Linked DNA regions of Danio rerio: all the other regions are linked to region 1. Evidence: chromatin contacts called from public HiCAR-type and HiChIP or PLAC-seq data. All regions are on one chromosome and are shown on one strand. The core of a region is the stretch at or near the end of the contact, and the rest is flanking DNA. Distances in the headings are between cores, read along the strand shown. Region 1 holds the start of creb1b (cAMP responsive element binding protein 1b). Region 2 holds the start of LOC100537744. Region 3 overlaps LOC141376146 (a long non-coding RNA gene).

The links. HiCAR-type assays count read pairs that join an accessible place to other places. HiChIP or PLAC-seq counts read pairs in DNA pulled down with a chosen protein or histone mark.
Region 2: a HiCAR-type map of caudal fin shows a contact between it and region 1, with 7 times the contacts expected there. The contact joins the promoter of LOC100537744 here to the promoter of creb1b in region 1. A contact is called at or near these places in 7 of 18 Hi-C or Micro-C datasets (caudal fin, embryo, fibroblasts and 2 more) and 2 of 4 datasets of contacts at active chromatin or transcription factors (caudal fin and gastrula embryo).
Region 3: a contact with region 1 is called in an H3K4me3 HiChIP or PLAC-seq map of embryo, with 7 times the contacts expected there. The contact joins the enhancer-like site here to the promoter of creb1b in region 1. A contact is called at or near these places in 4 of 18 Hi-C or Micro-C datasets (caudal fin, embryo and hematopoietic stem cells) and 3 of 4 datasets of contacts at active chromatin or transcription factors (caudal fin, embryo and pancreas).

Annotation. Positions count from the first base shown.
Region 1 is chr9:29,945,579-29,950,606 of GRCz12tu, forward strand. It overlaps creb1b (cAMP responsive element binding protein 1b), which reads right to left and starts at 2,936. Exons shown (of 7, transcript NM_001017818.1): 1 at 2,822-2,936.
Region 2 is chr9:30,357,894-30,362,921 of GRCz12tu, forward strand. LOC100537744 reads right to left here and starts at 2,015. Exons shown (of 8, transcript XM_073912777.1): 1 at 1,181-2,015; 2 at 144-380. The coding sequence starts at 1,241. It overlaps zgc:162396, which reads left to right and starts at 2,674. Exons shown (of 6, transcript NM_001044782.2): 1 at 2,674-2,912; 2 at 3,512-3,672; 3 at 4,218-4,431; 4 at 4,614-4,714. The coding sequence starts at 2,802.
Region 3 is chr9:30,330,699-30,335,726 of GRCz12tu, forward strand. All of the region lies in intron 2 of LOC141376146 (a long non-coding RNA gene), which reads left to right. Among named protein-coding and RNA genes, the nearest start is that of zgc:162396, 27 kb to the right of the region's middle. Within about 2 kb of position 2,288, at least 4 of the 62 cell types and tissues checked have an H3K27ac peak or open chromatin away from gene starts, as enhancers often do.

The DNA of each region.
Region 1 (5,028 bases), core at 1,686-4,185:
TAGATAGAGAAACCAACTGCTGAATCTTTGCTGAACATGTTTGCGATCAGAATCCACTGCACTTGCTGACCTTTAATGGTTTAGCACAGAAAACAGGCATTCTTCATTTCAAATGTATGCCTAAATAAGCCACGCTAATACATCTAATGCATTACAGTGCACAATGGAAATTAATCAAAGTCCCAGTGTGAAATTAAAAAAGATTGTAGGTTCTCATTAAAGAAAATCCCAGAGCCAAGCCCCCCTGGTGCTCTGAAAAACTTTATTTCTGCACTGGTCTACAATAACATCTAATATAAGATTGTAAAATTACTAGTGCACTGGACAGTGATAAAAATTAAGTACTGTAATAAAATGTCATCATATAGAGCTTTTACTGAGAGTGCATCACAATATGCTGCGAATGCAGTCCTGATGTCCCTTGACAACAGCATGTGTAGATACTGAAGTATCTGACCTCTAGACTACTCTGCACAGGTAGAATAACTAACTAAAATACTATAGACTTAATATACAACGTAGTGTTCATGCTTGGACCAAAATGAAAATGATGCATTTAGTCATGATTAATTTGATGTTCCCACTGTCATTTTTAAGACTTAATCTAAAGATTATTATAACATATTTGATGAGAACTAAAGATGACACGGATCTGAGTTCATGTGAAAGTATGCTGAGACCCCTGTTTGCAGATTCTTACCTAGGTTTGCTTGTTTGATGCACAATATATACACAATATATATTGTTTGAGCACTGATATCGCAAAGTGTGCATTAGCAATAGTCACATCGCAAGATAGGAAATGTTAAGTAGGGATTATAGATAACCAAATAACACAGGATAAACACACACAGGATTTGTTTGACACCGCAGATCTTTTATCATCTGCATGTGTTTTTAAGGCCTGTGACTATGAGAGAATTTTAAAAGAGTTCAGAGCCTTTTACATGTGCATAAAGACGTTTAATAAAATGATATTTATTGAAATAATAATGAAGACTGCAGCGTTCTTAAATTTGATTATTTATTATTGTACCTGAATACAGGTAGACTGTTTAATTTACTTTTAATATTTGCTTCATTGTGGTTTAGTTTTTCTCACATTTAATAAATTACCTTAAAAAGAGATATTTATATTTCACTCCTACAAAATCATCCCACTTAATCTAAAGTAAAAGCTTTTCAAATAGAGCCATTTAAGTCAGAGCCAGAGCTTTATTTTTATCCACTTGCAATTTCTTGGAAAAAAGTTAATTAAAAAATAAAAAATTATATATATATATATATATATATATATATATATACACACACACACAATTTTACTAGATGACTCAAGTTTGCAAAGCCTTTAGGTTAATTGGGATGATTTTGTAGAGGAGTGACGTATAAATATATTTATGCAAGTTATTATATGCATATACGAAACAACCTACAGTTGTAAATAAACACAATGAAGCAAATATCAAAGTAAAATAGACAGTGTTTTATATATCACGAGCTAACCTGCATCATGATTGTAAATCCTATTTAATACATTTACACATGAAACAACATACCAACAATGTCCCACCAGTTCCCTAAATAAAATGTACCATCACAAATAGCAATGTGAGCAACAGACTCAAAACCTATCACACAAATATCACATCAAAAATTATTATTAGTATAATTGTTTTTCTATCCCTGGTAAGATTACACTTAACTTTGAAAAATATAAAATACATAAAGTATATAATGGTACAATATCAAAAATCATCAAATAATGCTAAGTGGGTGTATTAATGATCAAATATGTACAAAAATGTAATGTATTGTACATTCTCATTGGGTGTGAAACAAAGACCAATAGCAGAATCTTGAAATAGAAAAGATGAGGAGAGGGAGCGAGCTCCAGCATGGCAGAAAGCGTGAACAGACAGTAATGTGATCTCATGACGCTCATAGTCTATCTGTGGTTTGATTGGTCATGCATAGTTCTCCCTCTACTTTTCAAATCCTATTTTCTGCCAGACAGATTATTCACGGAAACGTGTAGCTGCTGTACATTCGTAAATCTTGACATCTAAAAACGAGCATGCATCTAAAATTAAACCTACTGATGTAAAAAAAAAACAAAAAAATAACGCGGTTTAGTTATTTCAAAAACACTGTTGGCAAACCAGAAGAAATGCTTTAACATGCATCATCTAAATAGCATGTATTGAAATCGGCTGGTGCAACTTAATGTAAAACATGCAACAATTTAGCATTTCTTTATTAGCCATCTGAAATGTTCAGATATTAAAAAGTTTGCTATACTTTTATATAACCACATCTAACGTTATTTGCTTTAGGGTGCTCGTTTAAAAACGTGCATAATGAAACTTCAATAATAACTCAGCCCAGGAGGACTGCAATATAATCAGGGCGTGTCCAATAAATCGCACAATGAATCAACGATATTAGAGAAGATTAAATCATTGCTGAATGATATAACGTTAAGAGTATTACATCCTGAATTCACCTAGCAGCACACATTTTTGAAACCAGGGCGTGAAACAATTTAACAAGAAAGGGGAAAACCCACATATATGATCTGTACAGATGCATAAAGAAAACCAGGGGTGTTGTGCATCCATATTTCTTTGCATTTTAAACGATCAACCATGCATCAAGATTTCCCACCCTGGGTTTGAGTTGGTCTCCCGTTTTGCCTCCCCTCCCTCTCCATGCAACAACTACAGCCGCCATGATCTCTTTGTTTCCAACGGGCCGAACCCAAACCAGACTCTTATGCCATTCTGGACGAGCCCTTTCCCTCCGGACACTTGTCTCCTCTTACCGATACAGACTCCTTCCGTCACTCTCGAGCCCTCGGAGCTCCACTTTTATTCAGGCCGACACGTAAGAGACCGCGTCAGGCTACACCTCCGTCGCGTCACCGAGAACAACAACACAGAGAACGAGACGAAAATCCGATCATCAACCCCACTGCACTGGGCGAAAGCGACCGAGAGTGGGCCGGAAATAGCCGAGTGGTGACGGATATAAACGAAGTGACGCCGAAGCCGAACGAAATGGCGCGAACGCGATTTCCTGGTGATAGTTTGCCAACGAGCATCTCTCTCGCTTTCTCTTTCTTGATGAAACCGTTTATTTTATTACGCCCTGTGGAAGATGGACATTAACATAACGAAACTAACATTTTGGTTAATTAAAAAAAAATTTGTCCTTGTTGTCTACCTCATCTGTTAAATATAGGCCTACTTTATATTAACCGTGGGTGAGGATAAAAGACGTAGTACAAATATTTATGTAGTGGCATTTCCCCCTTGTTCCTTACTAGTGTTTTATTAGTAAATAATTTGGCAAATATGTATTTTACAAGCTAAACATACAAAATCAAGGCAGGGCACTTGACAATTAGGAATTCGCTCTCATCAAAATTGGATGATCAGGTCAGTGACAGGATTCTGAGATTAATGTAAAGGACATGAAGCTGTCATAATAAATAAGACAATGTTCGCAATTGTTGTTAAATTATGTTTGTGATCTGTTCAAGAAACAAAATATATATGAAGCTTTTAGATTTTTTTTTCTTTCGAACATTTTTTTTGTTCCTCCTTATCAATCATATTTGCAACATGATTTGGCTTATCTTGGACAGCCTTCGATTGGGAAAATATGCATTGAGAGACTTTATAAGTTTAATGACAACAAAGATGGAATATAGGCTACAATGTTTGTGTACACACACACACACACACACACACACACACACACACACACACACACACACACACACACACACACACACACCTTACTAGGCGTGGAAGAATAACCGTTTTCAAGGTATACCGAGGATTGGAAAAGTCGAGGTTTTAAATGCGCCAAAATGTTCTGTAATAACGCTCATAAGGTATGTGTCAATTTTTTTTTTATTTACATTTTTTTGTTTGTTTTTAGGACAGCAGTATCTCCAGAAGAAAATATATCCAAAGATGCCATTTTAAATTGTAAAGAAATCTGTGTTTTTGAAACAAATGAATAAACACCCACACCCACACTTACGCACACACACTCATACTGCCCACACACTCAGTCTCTATTTCATACTTAAACACACAATCACTCACAAAAAAAAATGTTAAAATTGTGTTTAGCATGCATAAATATGGCAAGTATATACTTTTTAAGGCCATGAAAACTCCAGCCTTTTTCATGTGCTAGATTACGAAGTGACCTGTCTTAAAAAATACTAATAGGTGTGGCATGGATTGATTTTCTCGATAATGTTTATATAATGCTTTCTTGGTTAGGAAACATCTTAGGGATTTCCAAACAGTCTAATTTGTGGTTCTAATTAGTTAGACATTGAAAAAGAGAGCTGAAGTCCAAATCGAAAAAGTATCACAGATTACCTGAATTTATGTTTTAGTAAATTTTGTTTATATTTTGAAATGTAATTTCTACAGTATAGGTTTTCAACCAATAAAAAGCTACTTTTATTTAGTTAAATTATGGTAACCACAAATTAACCATGCTTTGCTACAATGTAGTTTAACCATGGTATTTAAATTTGTAACTCATGATACACCTATTTGCTTAATGAAGATGTATTGAAGTTCACTAGCTGCAACCCGTAAGCTATATGGTTATGTTATCCAGCAGTGAGTTTTAGTTGTTAACTGTGTATTGGCAATCCATCATATGCAAAACAAAACCATCGTGTTCATCAATTAATAATTAATTCAACATAAATTTTCAAGACAAAGACAAATCACCCTATTATTAGCACTAGTCGACGCTGGCTTTCCTATCTGAATTGAACATGCTAAATTCGCAAACATACCTCATTATAAATGGAGAGGAATACCATGATAGTCAGTTTTGGTAAATTGCAATTATTACCATGCTCTTACTAAATAAATCCATTATGTGAAGCATGCATTTAGAAATGGATCACAAAAAATTCCAGTCTTTTCTTCTGCCACCGAATGGGGCATGAAATGCAGTGGCTCCTGGAGCCATAGTGCAGAACGAGTAAAT
Region 2 (5,028 bases), core at 765-3,264, 410 kb after region 1:
TTAATAATACAATATATTTAATAATAATATTAAATAATATTATTCAAATAAATTACAGAATTTTTATGGAAAATATGGGAGTGGAAACACAAAAACATGAAAGAATATTATTATTTAGTCATACTACAAAAAAGAATATTTACGTGTTTTGACAGTAAGCGTGTGATTTGTAATAGTTTGTATTTTTCCATCTTTATTCAGTCGGCAGTAATATTCGCCTGTATTGTGTTCATCTGCTGTGTGTAAGATGATGTAGGCAGAGTTGTTGTATATCAGAGTCGTGTTGGATGTTGGTTTTCCTTCTTTTGTCCACTGCAGTGTTGAGAATTCAGACAGAAGAGAGACATCACAGCGCAAACACACATCAGAGCCAGGAGAGACTTTAGAGAAATGAAATAAAACCAACAATGAGAAATTGTATAAAACTTTATTACATTTAAAATAATGAAAAGTGATATTATTGTTTTTATTATTTTATCAGAACACTTTGAACTGATGTAAATTCTTTATATGAAAAACAATTAGTTTTAACAGTTCAACATCAAACCTTGCTGAACAAAATCCAAACACACCAAGTAAATTAGCTGAGGACTTTGCACAAATACATTTTGTATTTATCAGCCTTTCTAAGCATTAGGATAAACAGACACATGCATGCGCGCGCACACACACAAACACACATACACACAAATATATATTTTTTGTTTTATAAATAGATACAATATTACAGTAGAAAGAAAAAACTTAATCAACCTTCATCTTTGGTCTTGACTGCTTGCCTTGGTAGATACACTGTATTGGTTAAAAAAAACTATTAGAAAGTACAGTATATTGAATTATTACAGCAACTGACTGATGAAAGATTAAAATTGTTATTTTGGTGGTTGGTTTGGATTAATCAGTGACATTTACAGTACTGGCATGATTGTTGTTTCCATATAAAATGTTCATTTAAAAATAAATATTGCAGTAATCTGGCTAGATTTATGTACAGCAAATCAAAAATCTAATTAAAGCACGGAGCATTGTTAAAGTTAAATGTTCTGGTTTAGATAACTCAGATTTTCCTGTAGCTAACCATACCTCAGTTTACAGACAGAATACACCCACTAATCAGTAAAATAATACAAAATTAAGAAAATAAATATTGTTTATTTAGAATCTGGTTAGTAACACTCACCTAGTTGAGAGCTGTAACAAAATCCACTTAAAAACATTAATATCAAAATTGTGAAGTACATGGTGTTTTCTGTCTTTTTTAGAAAGAGGAAGTGCAGAGAAAGAGGAAGTAAAAAATATATTTTCCTTTCTTCTTTTTTTAAAAAGATGGACACAAGTGTGTTAGCTTTTCTTGCAAAGAGGAAACGTGTTTTGAAACAATGATGTGCAAATTTACAATTATATAATTTTTGAATGACTGCATCTACTGAAATATCTATTTATTACAAGTATATACTGTAATGTTTTTAAAAGGGATTAAGCCGAAAAGGAAATGAATGAATAAATGAATGCTTTTAATAATCAAGACAGATGTTAAACACAACATACAGTACTGACATTGTAGACTATTTGCTTAAGATAAGGTATTTATCAGCAGCATCATTTTATATTTGAAAACAGATTAACTGAAAATGGCACATAAAACATTTCACATAGCAAAGTTAAACTTAGATTAAGTAAGATCACAGTTATGTTTGTGTCTTTTAAATGTCTCATTGTGTTTTTTCTTCACACTTGCAGGGCTAGAATTGCTTAGGGCTCCCAAATCACTAAATCCGCCCCTGTATGTACGGATTAAATGCATTTATCTATTTTAATTTATTCATTCATGTATATAGACTTTTTTTATCATATGGAAGTTGTTTGGTCGATTTATTTTTTTTAACATTGTACGAATGTATGATTCCTGGGGATTAATTTGGATCTATTTTGTGTTATAAAGGGCTAAAAATGTGTAAATACTGCCCTCTGCTGGCTATGTTTCAACAAGAAAAAAGTATGTTTTATTGCGCGACCTACTTGAAAAAAAAAAAAAAACGTTTTAACATTTTTTTACAACATATTATACTCAAGTGCATGAAGGTATTTTCATTCTGAACAAACGGTTTGTTTTATATTTGTTTTATTTCACCATCATAAAAAACACATGTAACGTTAGCGTAAAAAAACAAGTAGCTTCCCACTTTAATTTCACAAACAGTGAATGAAAATAAAAACGTCAAACGAGACTATTTAAACTGAATTATGGTAGTAAAAAAAGTAAAATAATATGCAATAAAAAAAACGTTTTGAACTCTCGCGACAACTCGTGAATGACACTGGGAAAAGTAAACATAAAATATGGCGACTTCCGTAACTGCAAATCTTATTACAGTTCATATTTTGTTGTTTAATAACTTTGCCCAGTGGATGCCCGAGTCTCTTCAGAGAGCAGCGTTGATGAAGTGACATACGTCTGTCTGTAAACGGACAAATCTAAAGAAACGATTCGCATGAACATTAACTACAACGTAAATGAATCGACTCTTGAAACGCCTACTGTATTGTTATACTGCACGACAGAAGTAGTAGTAGTATGGGGTAGTACTGTAGTATGCTATTCAGAATAGCTTAAGCCACCTACCCACGTCATTCTCGATTATGACCAAAACCATGACTTAGCAGTCGTTTTGTTCCCACCCATTTGACATGAACTCGTATTCGTGTTTCGCCTCTTCAGTATCCAGTAATAATTAACTCTGCAGAAGTGCAGAATTAACTTTACTCTGAATGTTCGTCTAAAGACTTGCCGTTAAAGAAAAATGACTGAACGAATGTTTGAAGAGAAACAACATGCCTCCCTCTATCAACAATATCGATTCGCACCACCGGATGAGCTGAAGGAGCTTATTCTTCAGTATCTGGACAAAAAGGTAAGATCAGCCGCGAGGTTTTGTTCGAGGTTTTGTGTGCACGACAGCTGAATCAGTACGTTTATTAAGGCCCTTCCAAAATATGAATCGCCTACATTATATAGTTAAATAATCTACATGTTATGCATCTTGGTAAAATAATAGGGCTAAACTTAATTTACATTAATAATTATAATAATTCTTGTGCTTTTGATAATAAACATTCTTCGACCCATCCTAACGATGACATTAATTTAATAATTAACGTTAATTATTACAATTTTAAAGTTGCTTTAATTCTTGAAAAGAATGTGGTGTTTTTTTTTTTTTTTTGAAGGGATAGTTCATCTTAAAATAAAAAAATTGACTTAAGTGCCCTCAAGCAAAGATTTATAGTTTTGCATATTTTAAATAGTTATTTATTATTATTATTATTTTTTTTTTGCTGTACATTTTCGCTTCATTAATGTTTTTTTTTTCTTACAGTCGTTTTCATTTCAGTAATTCTAGTTTAACAGAATTAAACTAGAGTTAACGGAACATTTTTACTTAAGTAATTTACATTTGATCTTTTAAATTGTCTCAAATATAATATTCATTGATTAAAACAATTTTCACAGAAAGGAAAGCCCCATCAGCTGGCTGTGGATTTAGGCTGCGGGACAGGGCAAACCTCTCGCCCTCTGACACCATACTTTCAGCAGGTGGTGGGCATTGATGTCAGTGAATCACAGGTGGAGGAGGCGAGAGCAGTGCAGGGCTTCCCTAATCTCACCTACAGGTCAGTAGTGCATGCTTCTACTCTTAAATAAATACAATTTAGTAGCCCTTGATATTTGGTAAAGGTAATTTACGTTAGTTGATTATAGATTAAAATACAAAAAGAATGCCTTTGCAACGATACGCTGTTGAACATCTAACTGTTGCCCATGCTAAAAAAATGAATCAACAAAAAATGACAGTGGTATGAAAACAACAAATAAGAAAGCATTTGATCATAGTTATTCGGAAATGTTTGCACAAGCTCTGCAATTCACCAACATCATGTGTAAACAATATTATTTTTATTTTAATTATAGTCTTCTGTTACAGTAGTTTAATTATCAAGGTACATACAGTCTTTGACACTGAGTAGTTTTCAAAACTCCTTGGTGTTTTTAGCACCATGTGTTGTTGTTTATGCATAGCTGAAGGAATGCTTATGTAAAGCTTATGAAATAGCATACTTTAATACTTATCTTGAAAATAGAAAACAAAATGTGATTGTGTATTATAGTGCGAACAGATTACTCTTGTCTACTCACTATTATATTTATTAATGGACAGAGTAGGCACAGCAGAGGAGCTTCCCTTCCCAGATGCTTCAGTGGATCTGCTGACAGCTGCGTCTGCTGCTCATTGGTTTGATGCTGAACGTTTCGTCAAGGAGGCCCAGCGTGTCCTGAAACCTCATGGATGCTTGGCTCTCTTTGGCTATAATGACAGTATGAAAATACACCATGAGTCCTGTGGAGATCAACTTAATATCATATATGAGGAAGTATGTATATGTAGATATATATAAATTAAATAAAAATATATACATGAACATGTTTAATAATGATTAAAAAATAAAACTGTTTAATATGTGAATACAAAACCTTCATATTACTGAATGCATGTCTATCTGATATGTGCTCAGAGTGGTTATAACTGCTATCTCACATTAATTTATTCTAATAGCTGAAGCAAGAACTTCAGCCCTACACAAGCACTAAGGTAACTGGGGCTAGTACTAAGCTAAAGGACCTGTTTGAAGTCATACCCTTTCCAGATAAAGAGAGGTAAACCAGTGCACAACACACTTGGTGAATAATTAATTTGGTGTCAATAAGCCTGTACAGAAATATGCTTGTCACATTTAATTTTCTATAGATTTATTTGAGTATGTGTTGTATTTAATCATTAACAAATTACATTTCACACATTTTGTTTTAACCCTTTAAGTTGCTGTCCAACAGACAGCTCCTATTCTATTGCTTATTTATTTATTCTTGGTCTAAACCTGAATTTATCTTAACAAACTACATATCACCTGCATCTATCAAATCTCATTTTCAAGTCTGGAGACAAAAAGTGGGTTGACCATTAAATAATC
Region 3 (5,028 bases), core at 1,038-3,537, 380 kb after region 1:
TTTGGCATCTGGTGGTAATTTTTTTAATTACCAGAACAGTTGCTATATTTAATAGGCAGTTAATTTTCCAGTTTACACTAGCTTTGTTTTTATTTACCTATCTTTATGATATAAAAAACGGTTGATGGAAATGCCAAGATGTGCATAGATATTGAAAATGGGCATAAAAAACGTGCATAACTGAGTAGGATAAACTTTTATTTTATAAGAAAAGATGTGCATAAACTACGATGGAAACACTTTTACCAAACAAATTCCAGTATGTGCATTAAAATAGTCATGTGATATTGTTATAAGAGATCATGTGATGATAAAAATGTGTGTGAATGGGCAAACCACCAGGCTGAGCACATCATAAAACATCTAAAATGCTGTTTCGGTCATTCTAAAATGCCAGTGTTATAATATTATTAATGACCTCCAGACTTGTCAACAGCATCTGCGTCTGATACTTTAAAATGCCACCACACGTTCATTGCGTGTCGGCATACTGCTTCTAAGGCACAAGTTATTTAATAGCATCTCCTAAATTCTGTTTTTACTTTTGATATTTGGCACCAGTTAATGAGGAAGTGACAATTTTGTTCTCTTTGACTACTTTTATGGAAATGCTGCTTTAGTCACATGTCTTATATGTGATATTCCAGTTATGCAAATTATTTAATTCACATTTTCGGATGGAAACATAGCTACTGACTTTGATAAGATAGTGAGCTGCTCCAGTGACAAAAGCCTTGTGACAGTAGGTTGTCCATGAAGCCCAAAGGGATGATCCTTTCAGCCATACAGTAGCACAAAATGTTTGTTGTAACAAATCTGTAATTTTATATTTCATTTTTATTTCTATAGCGCTTCTTACGATCTAGATTGTGTGAAAGCAGTTTAACATAAACAAATTGTGGAGCATTCTAGCTAATGTGGGATTAATTAATTACAAATGTGGGAGAAGACAGGATAATGCTGAGAATCTCAATTTCTTTCCATACCGATTCTGCATAACTTCCAATGAAGGGTCAATATGACCTTTTTAAATTTTATACGGTTCCTTTTACAGCATAAATGTTGTAATGTAATTAAAATATAATCAGTTAAATAGACTTCAGCATTCATTTAGTTGTTGATGAAAAGCTGTTTACATGCACATGCCCTCCAAAATTAACAGGCTAGAGCAGAAACTCCATTGAAAATACTGAAATGAAATAAATAAAGACACGTTGTGGGAAAATGTCATTTAATGCAGTGATTATTGTGCAATCTGAGACCCCCTTTATATTGTATATCAATCAGGCAGTGGAGATTATTGTTCTTTAAAATAACATTCCTGAAACGTGCCAATCGTTTGACAGGTTACTGCAAAATTAAAAGTCCTTCTGCATAAACCCTATGGGAAATTGGTTCAGCACTGCAGCTGGAATTGCTTGCAGGTTTAGTTCTGGACAGGGTAAGGATCTAGCATACAGAATCTCCGTATTTAAGAGAATTTTGACCGAAAGTTCACTCTGATTAAACCTCTCATCGACAGAAATAAGGAAAAGACTTGTTTTCATTTATTTAGATCCTATGGGGAAAACATTGTCAAATTGGGGACAGAGCCAAAGTGTGTAAAAGTGAAAGGTGTAATGTTTTAGGGGTGTTTTTTTTTTTTTTTTTTTTTTTGCAGCAGGAGTTGGGCCATTTATACAGATACATGGCAAAGAGAATGAAAAATTTTATTAGAAGCTACTTCAGCAACTTTTTGTTCCTTCCCTGATTCATCACCCAATAAAAGCAGTTCCTTAAGGCTGACAACATTATGAAATTATGATTTGGCCAAAAATTATGAAATGGCCAGCCAGGATCCTGAGCTAAACCTGAATAAATCTCTGCAAAATCATTGGCAACAAAGTTATGGCTAAGATAACCACTACAGTCAGCAAATTGTAGAAGAGACTAAAAAAGAGCTGGCGACATAAAGAGCCCACCTCAGGGCTCCTAACTTGCCATTGCTCTGTGCACCCTTTCCCACCACTTACAACACTTCTGTTTGAAAGGCTAGTGATGTCCTGTGAGAGACCGATGATGTTCTGGGAGAGACTAGTGTCCTGTGAGAAACTGATGATATTCTGTGAGAGAGTAGTGTCCTGTGAGAAAAAGATGATGTTCTGTGAGATACTAGTGATGTCTTGTGAGAGACTAGTGTCCTGTAAGAGAATGATGTCCTGTGAGAGACAAGTGATGTCCTGAGAGACTAGTGTCCTGTGAGAGACAGATGATGTTCTGTGAGAGACTAGTGATGTCCTGTTGCTGTAGATGTGCTGAAGTAATTTAAAGCTTCTACATCTCCTACTAATCTCTGACGGTTGTAACCTTTTTTACAGGGGTTGACGAATGGCTTTGGTTATTTTGTAAAACACTGCTTTACTAATGTGGTATAGCCACAACTAAATATTACATTACTTTGGGGACAAGAGGTGTTTAAATTGTTTAATTTTGAAGCTGTGAAAAAGTACAAGTACAGTATTCACATCAGTTTTATATGTAACGTGTATGCAAAATCCCTCTCAAAGATTATCAGAACTGAGGCACATTTGAAATAATTGATGACCATATGCAAATATTTTTCATAAGGGCTGGATAAAGAGGGAAGTGAACTCATTAAATTAAAATTAAAGTGCAAATGTGGAAGATGAGGGGTGACTCTAAAATTAGCACAGGATTTTCTGTCCAGCGCTTTATCTGTGCAATGAATGAACCTTTGTCGCCGCAAGAGAATTCGTAATAGAGCAAACTAAAATTGAGGAAAGCAATATTAACAGTAGACTTGGTTACGCTCATCATAATCAGTCTCACACACCTCTCATTTTGGCTCTAATTAGTTAAAATAGCTCCATTATGGTTTAATAAATATCTATGTTAATATCTAGTGTCAGTATGTGTGACTTCAGGATGTGAGCTCAGGTTTTGTAAGGACAAAATATGTGTTCAGACTCACTGTAGTGCTTTTAATGTATGTTTATTCAATCATTTTCTTTACGGCTTTGTCTCTTTAATAATCAGGGATTGCCACAGCAGAATGAACCGCCAACTTATCCAGCATATGTTTTATGCAGCGGATGCCCTTCCAGCCGCAACCCATCTCTGGGATACACTAACACACTCTCATTCACAGTGCTGTCGCCTCACAGATAGAAGGTCGCTGGTTCAAGCCTCGGCTAGGTCAGTTGGCATTTCTGTGTGGAGTTTGCATGTTTTCCCAGCGTTTGCATGGGTTTCCTCCAGGTGCTCCAGTTTCTCTTAGTGAGGGTTTAGGTGTGCTTTGCACTCACACAAGTGTACCGTGCCAAAGCCCAAGTGAACCGTGCCCGATTCAGAGCGCTCACACTTCTCAAACGATCCGGGAAACAGGCCTGGCCACGGTTTGGATAGCATAGTGTGAGTATGCCCTTAGACTTTATTGCAATCTTTAGCTCAATGGACAGTGAATTTACTGAATAACACAAGACATTCAAAAGTAGCAAAAACCTTTCTTTATAATCTATATACACCATGTATAGCTCTGGGCTTAGAAAGTTCTCAAAATATAATTTTATCCTACATTTTTAAAGGAAAATTAAGCTGTAGGTTATATAGGTGGCTATTAAGTGCAACGCTTCTCTATAAAAAAAGTTGAAAAAACAGCAACAAGTTCTGAAAGAGATCAAACCTCAGCTAGGTAAGGAAAAGTACTTCAAAAGTAATATAACACATACTTTGCATAAAAAGGAAGACAATTAGTTACTTTTTTGTGGGAGTAACTCAATATTGTAATGCACTACTTTCAAAAGTCACTTTCCCCAATACCACCTTACTAATTAAAGTTAAGTAACTTCAATTAGGCTGCATTTAACTTGGGGAAAATATGTATACAACAAATGTGTATTTATTTATTATAGTATATTAATATTGTTTTCAGATAATAGCTTGCGGTGTGATGCGATGGTGCAGTAGGTAGTGCTGTCGCTTCACAGCAAGAAGGTCGCTGGTTCGAGCCTCAGCTGGGTCAGTTGGCATTTCTGTGTGGGGTTTGCATGTTCTCCCTGTGTTCACGTGGGTTTCCTCTGGGTGCTCCGGTTTCCCCCACAGTCCAAAGACATGCGGTATATAGGTAAATTGAGTAAGCTAAATTGTCCATTGTGTATGTGTGTAAATGAGAGTATATGGGTGTTTCCCAGTAATGGGTTGCAGCTGAAAGGGCATCCGCTGCTTAAAACGTGCTGGATAAGTTGGCGGTTCATTCCGCTGTGGCGACCCTAGATTAATAAAGGGACTAAGCCGAAAAGAAATGGCTTGCAGTTTTTATTATTTACTTGCCATCCATTTATTATTTTCCATCTATAATCACATTTCAAAAAGATTTAGTCAGATTAAATATTCTTATTTAGAAGATTTAAAGCCAAGGTCTTTAAAATTGTGTCTGTCACTTTAGTTTCATTTATTACTCACTAAATGGAAGGTGAAGTTCTTTTAATTTTATTGTAAGCTTTAGTATGCATGCTTTTTGTATACTACACATTTAGTTGAACTATTTAGCTTCGCAACATGTCAACTAGCAGTCATTAGACAATGTGCTTTCTGCTTAAAGGTTTGTTTTATTTATGGTTTTTCAGAGACTTTCTTACTTACTCCCAGAGCCGTTTATATCGAAATTGATATTTAACCGCACCACTTTGGTCTTTCGTATCTATTTTTTTGGGGGTGGGTAGTTAGCCCAACGCTCAACCCACAACCTGGAGAACCAGGACATACATTTGTACACTATGGACAATTTAGCTTACCCAGTTCACCTATAGTGCATGTCTTTGGACTGTTGGGGAAACCAGAGCACCTAGAGGAAACCTCCGCCAACACGGGGAGAACATGCAAACTCCGCAGAGAAATGCTAACTGACCAAGCCAGGGCTCGACCAGCGACCTTCTTGTTCTGAGACATCAGTGCTACCCACTGTGCCACTGTGGCACCATTTTACAAACCCAACATTCAACTTTCACTTTGCTAATAATCTATAAAGAA